2 separate regions of the Ovis canadensis genome follow, and region 2 is linked to region 1. A link is a contact called in public Hi-C data. All regions are on one chromosome and are shown on one strand. The core of a region is the stretch at or near the end of the contact, and the rest is flanking DNA. Distances in the headings are between cores, read along the strand shown.

Region 1 (3,815 bases), core at 930-3,429:
CATCCCAGTTGATGGCAGCCCCACCTTGCCCGCAGTCAGGCCCCAAACCTCGCAGCCATCTTCTCAGAGGGATTACCCTGTCTTTCTCGCACACTCTGTATCCATTCTACCAGGGAGTCCCGTCATCTCTGCCTTCTGACATGCCCAGAATCCAACCACTTCTCACCACCTCCATTGTAGCTGAGGGAAAAGCACAAGTCAGCTCCTGTACCTCCTGAGTCCATGCCGCTTGAGACTTCCATCTTCCGCAGGATAGAATCCAGAGTCTCAGTGCCCCTCTCACCCTGACCCCTCAGATCTGCCCCTCTCTCACCCCCTCCCGCCTCCCCAGCCAACCAGCCTCCTTGCTGACACTCCAGGCTCCCTCCTGCCTCAGGGCCCTGCTCTGGCTGTCCGCTGCGCCTGGGCTGCTCTTCCCGTAGACGCCTCCACCTCTTTCCTCTCTTCAAATCGTCGCTCACAGGGCAGCTTCTCAGTGAGGCCTGCCCCAAGTGTTCTATTTAAAACTGCAAATCACCTGTACCCCTCACACTCCTAATTCTCCTTCCTGTGCCCTACATTTTTTTGGGGGGGGGGTGCTGCATTGGGTCTTAGATGAGGCATGTGGGATCTTGGTTCCCCAGCAAGGAATGGAACCCGTGTCTGCTGCATCAGAAGGCGGCTTCTCAGTCACTGGACCACCGGGGAAGCCCTCCTGCACCGCTGTTAGTTTTTCCATGGCACGTCGCCCTTAGAGAATATGACTTGTTTATCAAGTTTACTGTTGATCATCCTGACCAGCATGTCAGCTCCCTGGGGACAGCAGCTTTTTTTTTTTTTTCCACCAGTGTGCCCTAGTCATCCAGAACAGTGCCTGGTACAGAGAGGGCCTTTGACTAAATATTTGCTAAGTATATTTATTTTTACTTAGTAAACTGTTGTGTAACCTTTTTCCCATGCCAGGTTTGATTCTAAATGTTTAGCGAATGTTAACTAATTTAATCTTCATAACGACTCTGTGAAGTAGGTATTGTTTGGCTGTCCGTCAAACAGATGATAAGAAGCTGAGACACAGGGAGGTCAAGTAGCCTGCACGAGGTCACGCAGCACGTATGTGACAGAGCTGATTTCTGGTCATCTGGTTCCAAACCTGTCCATCTGACCACTCTCTGAATGCATGAAGGAGAGAGAGAAGAGAAGGAAGAAAGTTAGGAGGTGGGGAAAGGATAATGAAGGAGAAATACTGATACCTGAAAACTTGGAAATGTTATTAGGCATTTTTTATTTATTTATTTTTATTTTTATTTTTTTAAAATTTTTATTATTAGGCATTTTTTAAAGCTAGTCTTGGAGTGTGGGATATCCCGGTTGGTGGTTTCTTTTTTTGTTTTCTTTTTTTATTTGGTCACACTGTGTGGCATATGGGATCTTAGTTCCCTGACCAGGCATCTAACCCATGCTGCCTACATTGAAGGCGGAGTCTTAACCCCTGGACCAGGGAAGTTCCTGGCTGATGACTTTTAAGTACACAGAGGAAAACTAGGCTCAATGTTTTGGAAGGCTGACCACGCAGATGGCAGCAGAGATCCTGGCTGGACGCTGGGTGCCAGTCGGTAAGCTCTGTGGCTTCATGGGGCTCGCCTCAGAGACAGCACAGAGCAGCTGTCCTCGTCCTGAGGGAGCAGACTGCTGCGTCCCCTCTGGTCCGGGTCTTTCTTGGGGGCAACTGAGCACCTTTCCAGGGACCCTGTGCCCAGATGAGCCTGTCTCCAGGTGGCACACAGCGTGCTGGCTGCCGGGGAAGGTCCCACGCCTTCCTGTGCTGCACACTGCCTCTCCTTTTAAACACATCCCGGAGGTGACAGAGCTGGGTCAGTGGGTGTCTGTGCTTTGTGTCCCAGAGCAGCTTACAAAGCGGTCTTCTGGGCCTCATCAGACAGGAGGGCCTGCTCTGTCTGCCAGCCTCGCTTGCCCAGGGATTCCAGGAGCTTGGGGTCCAGGGGAGTGGCCCTGCTCGCCTGCCCTTCATCAGAAGCTTTCTTCCCCACAGTTCCCCCTCCACTTCCTAAAGACCCCGGGGTACTCAAGGGAGGCCATGGAGCAGATGTTCAGCTTCAAGAAAGCACAGCTTCTGGCCAAGCTGAAGAACCACTAATTTGGTCAATATGTGATGTGGCTTGATGAAAACCTGGTGTTTCCAGAAGCCTGTGTCTGCATCATTTGTTTCTGCTGCGTCTGCTTCAGCCTCTGGAGTGAAGTGTCCCGTGGCTTCTTGCTCAAGTTCGCATGTGTGAGGTTGTGCAATGTGAAGCTTGGAAACATTTGGGATCTGATTCTCATCCTCAGTTCTAAAGCACTGTGCTCTGTGGGGATGCAGGAGGGAACGGCAATGGCTGGGAGTGCAGACTGGTGCTAACAGGCTTTTCTGATTGCCATCCTTCTGATGGTGGTGATAATGGTGGTGGGGATGGTGATGGTGGTGAAAGTAGTGATGGTGGTGCTGGTGCTGGTGATGAGGATGATGGTAGTGGTGTGATTATGCAGGTGATTTTTTGAGCCATATTTTGAGCTCTTACTACAATGCTTAGAACATCCATACTATTATTCCTAGGGTACAGATGAGCAAACTGAGGCTCAGAGAAGTTGACTTGTCCAAGTTGTTGGAAGCGGGGTTTTACTCCGGGCAGCCTGGTCTCACGCGTAGAGCCCGCAGTGTGCACTGCTATACTCTCCTGCTTCCCTCAGTTCAGTTTGGTCACTCAGTTGTGTCCAACTCTTTGTGACCCCATGAATCGCAGCACGCCAGGCCTCCCTGTCCATCACCAACTCCCGGAGTCCACCCAAACCCATGTCCATTGAGTCAGTGATGCCATCCAACCATCTCATCCTCTGTCATCCCCTTCTCCTCCTGCTCTCAATCTTTCCCAGCATCAGGGTCTTTTAAAATGAGTCAGCTGTTATTAACATCCAACTCAAGACCTTTCAGAGCCGCTTGGCTGCTGGAGTGACACCTCTGAAGGGTGCCTGTTTATAGCACTGCTTTGCTCAGCCTTTGTACTCGCTTATGCTCCTGCCTGGAATTCTCTGTGCCCAGAACTTTCCCTGGTCGGCGGCCCCCCTATATCCCCTCAGGTCTCAACTTGAGTGTCCCCTCCCAAGGGGGCCCCTGTGACCTAAACAGACTCCACCCCCCCAGCACCCCAGGCCCACGCTCCTCCAGCCTCTGCTCTCCTCTTACCTGACCTGAGAAGTGTTCTTGCCATCTGGTGGCATGCCCCTCGTCTTTCCCAAGGCCAGGGACCTTGCCTGTCTGCTTGTTTGGCCTCATTTCAGCACCTGCCACGTTGCTGGCCTCAACATGGGACCGAGGCGTGAATCGCCGAATGAAGAGGGGTGTGGGAGAGAAGGATGAGAAATTAAATTCTTCATGCCTTTCAAAGTTGGTGCTGACTAGAGGAAGTGCAGCTGGCTTAGGGTGGTCTGAGCGACAGAGCTCTCTAAAGGAGTGAGCCACGTTGGTTTCCGGGACGCAGCGTCAGGTGCCCAGTTGAACAGGTATTGCTCCTGGCCGTTCACAAATGAACCGAACAGATAAAAACGAATGAGCAGATAAGAATGATCTGTAGCAGCCCTATCTGTTGTGAATGTGTTTTCAGGGTGCTACAAAATTTATTCTCTTTAGTCATTTAGATACTACCCTACAATCCTGTTGACACTGTTCCTCTACTGATAAAGTTTCTGACAGTAAAAACAGTGAATTTCACTGGAGCCTTCCTGCAAATTTCAAATGAGCACATTCCAACTTGATGACCACCCCTAACATGCCTCTCTTTTTT
Region 2 (3,815 bases), core at 761-3,260, 86 kb before region 1:
ATTGTTTAAAATGTCATTTTGTGATTTCAAATCTCTATGGTACCTAATACTATGTTCCTCTTCATTTTCATTGTCTTGGGGACTATTTTCCTTTCTGTAACTCCTTTTTTGTCTCTGACCAGTCTTGTCTATTCATTATTTCAGAGATATAGCTTGGTTTTGTTAAACCTCTCTGTTTGATTTCTTACAACTTCACTTAAATATAATTTACATATCATAAAGTACACCCATTTCAAGTATACAATTCAGTGGTTTTTACTAAATCTGCCAAATTATTACATCATCACCATAATCCAGTTTTAGAATATTTTCATCACTCCAAAAAGACCCCTCATGCCCATTTCAGTTTAGTCCATCAATCTGCTTTCTGTCCCCATGGATTTGCCTTTTCTAGACATTTCTTATAAATGGAATCATGTAACCTGTGGTCTTTTGTGTCTGGTTTCTTTCACATAACATTTTTGAGTGAAGCTCTCCATTTTTGTTTCTTACTTCATTTTTTTCTGGAGCTTTCACAGAGTCCTGTGGATAACTGGACCTGGGGATAACCTGGGCCTCCAACTCCCAGACCCCTCAGTTCAGTTCAGTTCAGTTCAGTCACTCAGTCGTGTCCGACTCTTTGCGACCCCATGAATCGCAGCACGCCAGGCCTCCCTGTCCATCACCATCTCCCGGAGTTCACTCAGACTCACGTCCATCGAGTCAGTGATGCCATCTAGCCATCTCATCCTCTGTCGTCCCCTTCTTCTCCTGCCCCCAATCCCTCCCAGCATCAGAGTCTTTTCCAATGAGTCAACTCTTTGCATGAGGTGGCCAAAGTACTGGAGTTTCAGCTTTAGCATCATTCCTTCCAAAGAAATCCCAGGGCTGATCTCCTTTAGAATGGACTGGTTGGATCTCCTTGCAGTCCAAGGGACTCTCAAGAGTCTTCTCCAACACCAGAGTTCAAAAGCATCGATTCTTCAGCGCTCAGCCTTCTTCACAGTCCCCTAGGCTGACCTAAGTCAGAGCCCCTTCCTCCCAATGGGAGAGCCTCCCCACTGTCCTCCCAGCTGCTTCACAGAGTTGGTCAGGTGGACTGGAACAGGGAAAGACCGGCCTTCCAGCTTGCTCTGGGAGGCTTATTTGTGGGTGAGAGCCCAGTCTTGTGCTGTGTTTGCTTCTTCTGGTGATTAAGACTTTCTACAGTTGCAACCACTCACTAAGTGGTGGAGACGTTTCAGTCTTTACTCAGGGCACCCTTTATGCAGACCCCTACCAGCAACCGTAGGCTTCTGCAGCTGTCTTTCCAAATTGGTGTTTGCCTGCAGTTCCGGAGTGGTAAAAACACCTCAACATGAATTTTCTCCATAGGGACCGGAACTATTGGATGTGACATTCACTGAGGCTCTATTTACGAGGGAGAGTTACCGTAAGAAGCTTTACACGCTGCCCACCGTTTGGAACCCACTTAGATTTATATATAAGTGTAACTGCCCTAGAGACAGTTAACAGCGGCAAGTAAAAAATGGCCAGAATCGAGAATGATGGTCTTAAGTCAGAAGACTTAATTCTATGTATGTTGTTTAGTCTCCCGGTCGTGTCCAACTCTTTGCAACCCCAAAGACAGCAGCACACCAGGCCTCCCTGTGTAAGGATCTTATTTTTTTTAATTGGGAAATTAAGAATAAGAAAGCTTTTACTTAATATTCAAATATACCTGAAGACCCATCCTGATGCATGTGATGCGTAGGTAGGCAAGGAGCTCTTTCTCCTAGCCCTGTAATCCTGGCCGGTGGGTGGATCTCGGTGGGCAGAGCCCCTGCGAGGCGGGAAGCGAGACGGGGAGCCTGGGTCTCCAGGACTGACCACTGCCGCCAGGACCCGGCATCTCCCGCGCTAGGAGGCAGCACCGCGCCGAGGAAACCGCACCGGCTCAGCCTACAGGATGTGTAGCTGGTGCCTAGCCCTCCCGGCGCCCCCACCTGAAAAGTGGGCGGGGGCAGAGCAGCTTTGCCGGGAAGTTACAGGGCGGATTCAGCGATTAATGTCGGTTCGCCCTCTTGGTCTTTGGACAACAATCAGTGGGCGCTCGCGAAGAGCCAGTTTGGTTCCCCTTTCGCTCTGGCAGAAATATCGGGGGCCACGTGACTCTGGGGGCCTCCCAGCCCCGGGACGCTCTCGCCGAAGCGTCCCCTAAACTATCCAAAGCCTAGTCGGTTGCTTGCGGGCGCGCGGCGCGCGGGGGACTACAGTTTCCAGAGTGCCCTGCGGCGACGGGCGGAGCCGGGGAGCGCCCGTAGCCAATTAGGGGGTCTCCGGGTGTTGCCGGGGAGCGGCAGGTGGAGCCGGGTCCGCGGAACGCCTCCCGAGGCTGGGCGAGGGGCGCGGCGCGAGCGGGGCCGGCACCGGGAGGCGGCCCCGGGACGGGACCGAGCGGGGGCGGGGACTGCGGCTGCCTGCGCGGTTCCGGGTGCTCAGGCCGCGAGCTGCCCCCGGCGCACTTGACCCGGCTCGGGCTGCGGGGAAGGGCCGGGCTGCGGAGAGCCCCCGAGCGCCGCGGCGCCCTCCAGCCCCTCCGCCTCGCGGCCGCGGCAGCCGCGCCACCTCGCCCCCCGGCTCGCGCGCCCCAGCCATGGCTTTCGCCAATTTCCGCCGCATCCTGCGCCTGTCTACCTTCGAGAAGAGAAAGTCCCGCGAATACGAGCATGTCCGCCGGGACCTGGATCCCAACGAGGTGTGGGAGATCGTGGGCGAGCTAGGCGACGGTGCCTTCGGCAAGGTTTACAAGGTGAGGGCGCCGAGAGTGGGGGACTCGGGGCGCGTGGGGCCGCTCCGGAAGGGAGGGGCGCTGGCCTCGGTCAGTCTCGGCCGCGGCTCGGGAGAGCCGGAGGAGCTGCCCGGTCCTGACCGCGGAGTCCCGGGCTCCGGTCCCGGTGACCCTTCTCCTTTGCCGGGGGCGGGGGGTCCCCTCACTCAGCCCGGCTCAGCCCCTGCGCCCCTGACGGCGCGGCGGCTGCCCCCAAGCTTTTTCCGAGCGCTTCCTGTGCGCCCCGCACGGCTCTCGGCGCCGCAGGGGGAGACAAAGGGGCGCTTATAGAACTTTAGCGTCCGAGACTAGGCGTACTTTTTAGGGGAGTCCACCCAGATGCTGTGAGGGTGCCGAGGCGATGGGCACAGAGCAACTGGGCTGCGTCTGGAAGGGCTGGGTCCGATGAAATTAGGGACACACCTGAAGATGAGCCAGAGACGGAGAGACCGGGGGTGGGGTAGGGGGGTTCGGAGTGAGAGGTTAGGCTTGGAAATGGAGGCTGGGGCCGGCAGAGCGGGAGGTTAGGGCCTCTGGAATCCTGCGCTTCGGGTGTCAGATTTGAGTATGTGGATGAGTCACTGCTGGGGAGTCTCCCAGCCTGTAGTCACCTTTCCCCTAGAGGAATAGGAGGCCAGAGAGCTTTTGTGGAGGGGTGGGTGGGGCATAGCTGATTAATTCTAGACACGTTTGCTGTAGGCATTGTGTGGGTCTTAGTCCTGAGAAGAAGTTCTGTGTTTCTGAGTCGTACTGGGGACCCCAAAAAACACTCAGGGCTTGACGGCACCCTTCCCCTATCTCCTTCCTCCTAGGAAACCCTTTACTCAGAGAAACCCACGTGTTCTCCAGGAGGACACCCCCGTCCTGAGCCACCGTCACCTTCCATGGGATTCCTTGAGCTTGTGGACCACTCTGACCCCAGGACTCCCCTTTTAGGAGCTTGAACCCCAGATAGGGCTTCTCTCAGTCCTCCTGGTCAAGACTTGCTCTTTTCGACCTGAAAGTGGTGGTGAGCTGAGTTACCAGA

Evidence for each region. Hi-C and Micro-C count contacts between places; a contact is called where the count stands out from the background.
Region 2: a Hi-C map of fibroblasts shows a contact between it and region 1, with 2.8 times the contacts expected there. The contact joins the promoter of STK10 here to the enhancer-like site in region 1. A contact is called at or near these places in 2 of 2 Hi-C or Micro-C datasets (fibroblasts and lung).

What each region holds. Positions count from the first base shown.
Region 1 is chr16:16,914,920-16,918,734 of ARS-UI_OviCan_v2, reverse strand. The region is part of intron 7 of STK10 (serine/threonine kinase 10); the gene reads left to right. LOC138421689 (a long non-coding RNA gene) reads right to left here. Exons shown (of 3, transcript XR_011249597.1): 2 at 3,218-3,543; 3 at 883-1,148. Among named protein-coding and RNA genes, the nearest start is that of FBXW11, 80 kb to the right of the region's middle. Within about 2 kb of position 2,179, the one cell type or tissue checked has open chromatin away from gene starts, as enhancers often do. A contact at or near this core is called in fibroblasts, where this site is marked.
Region 2 is chr16:17,001,134-17,004,948 of ARS-UI_OviCan_v2, reverse strand. STK10 (serine/threonine kinase 10) reads left to right here and starts at 2,010. Exons shown (of 21, transcript XR_011249595.1): 1 at 2,010-2,770.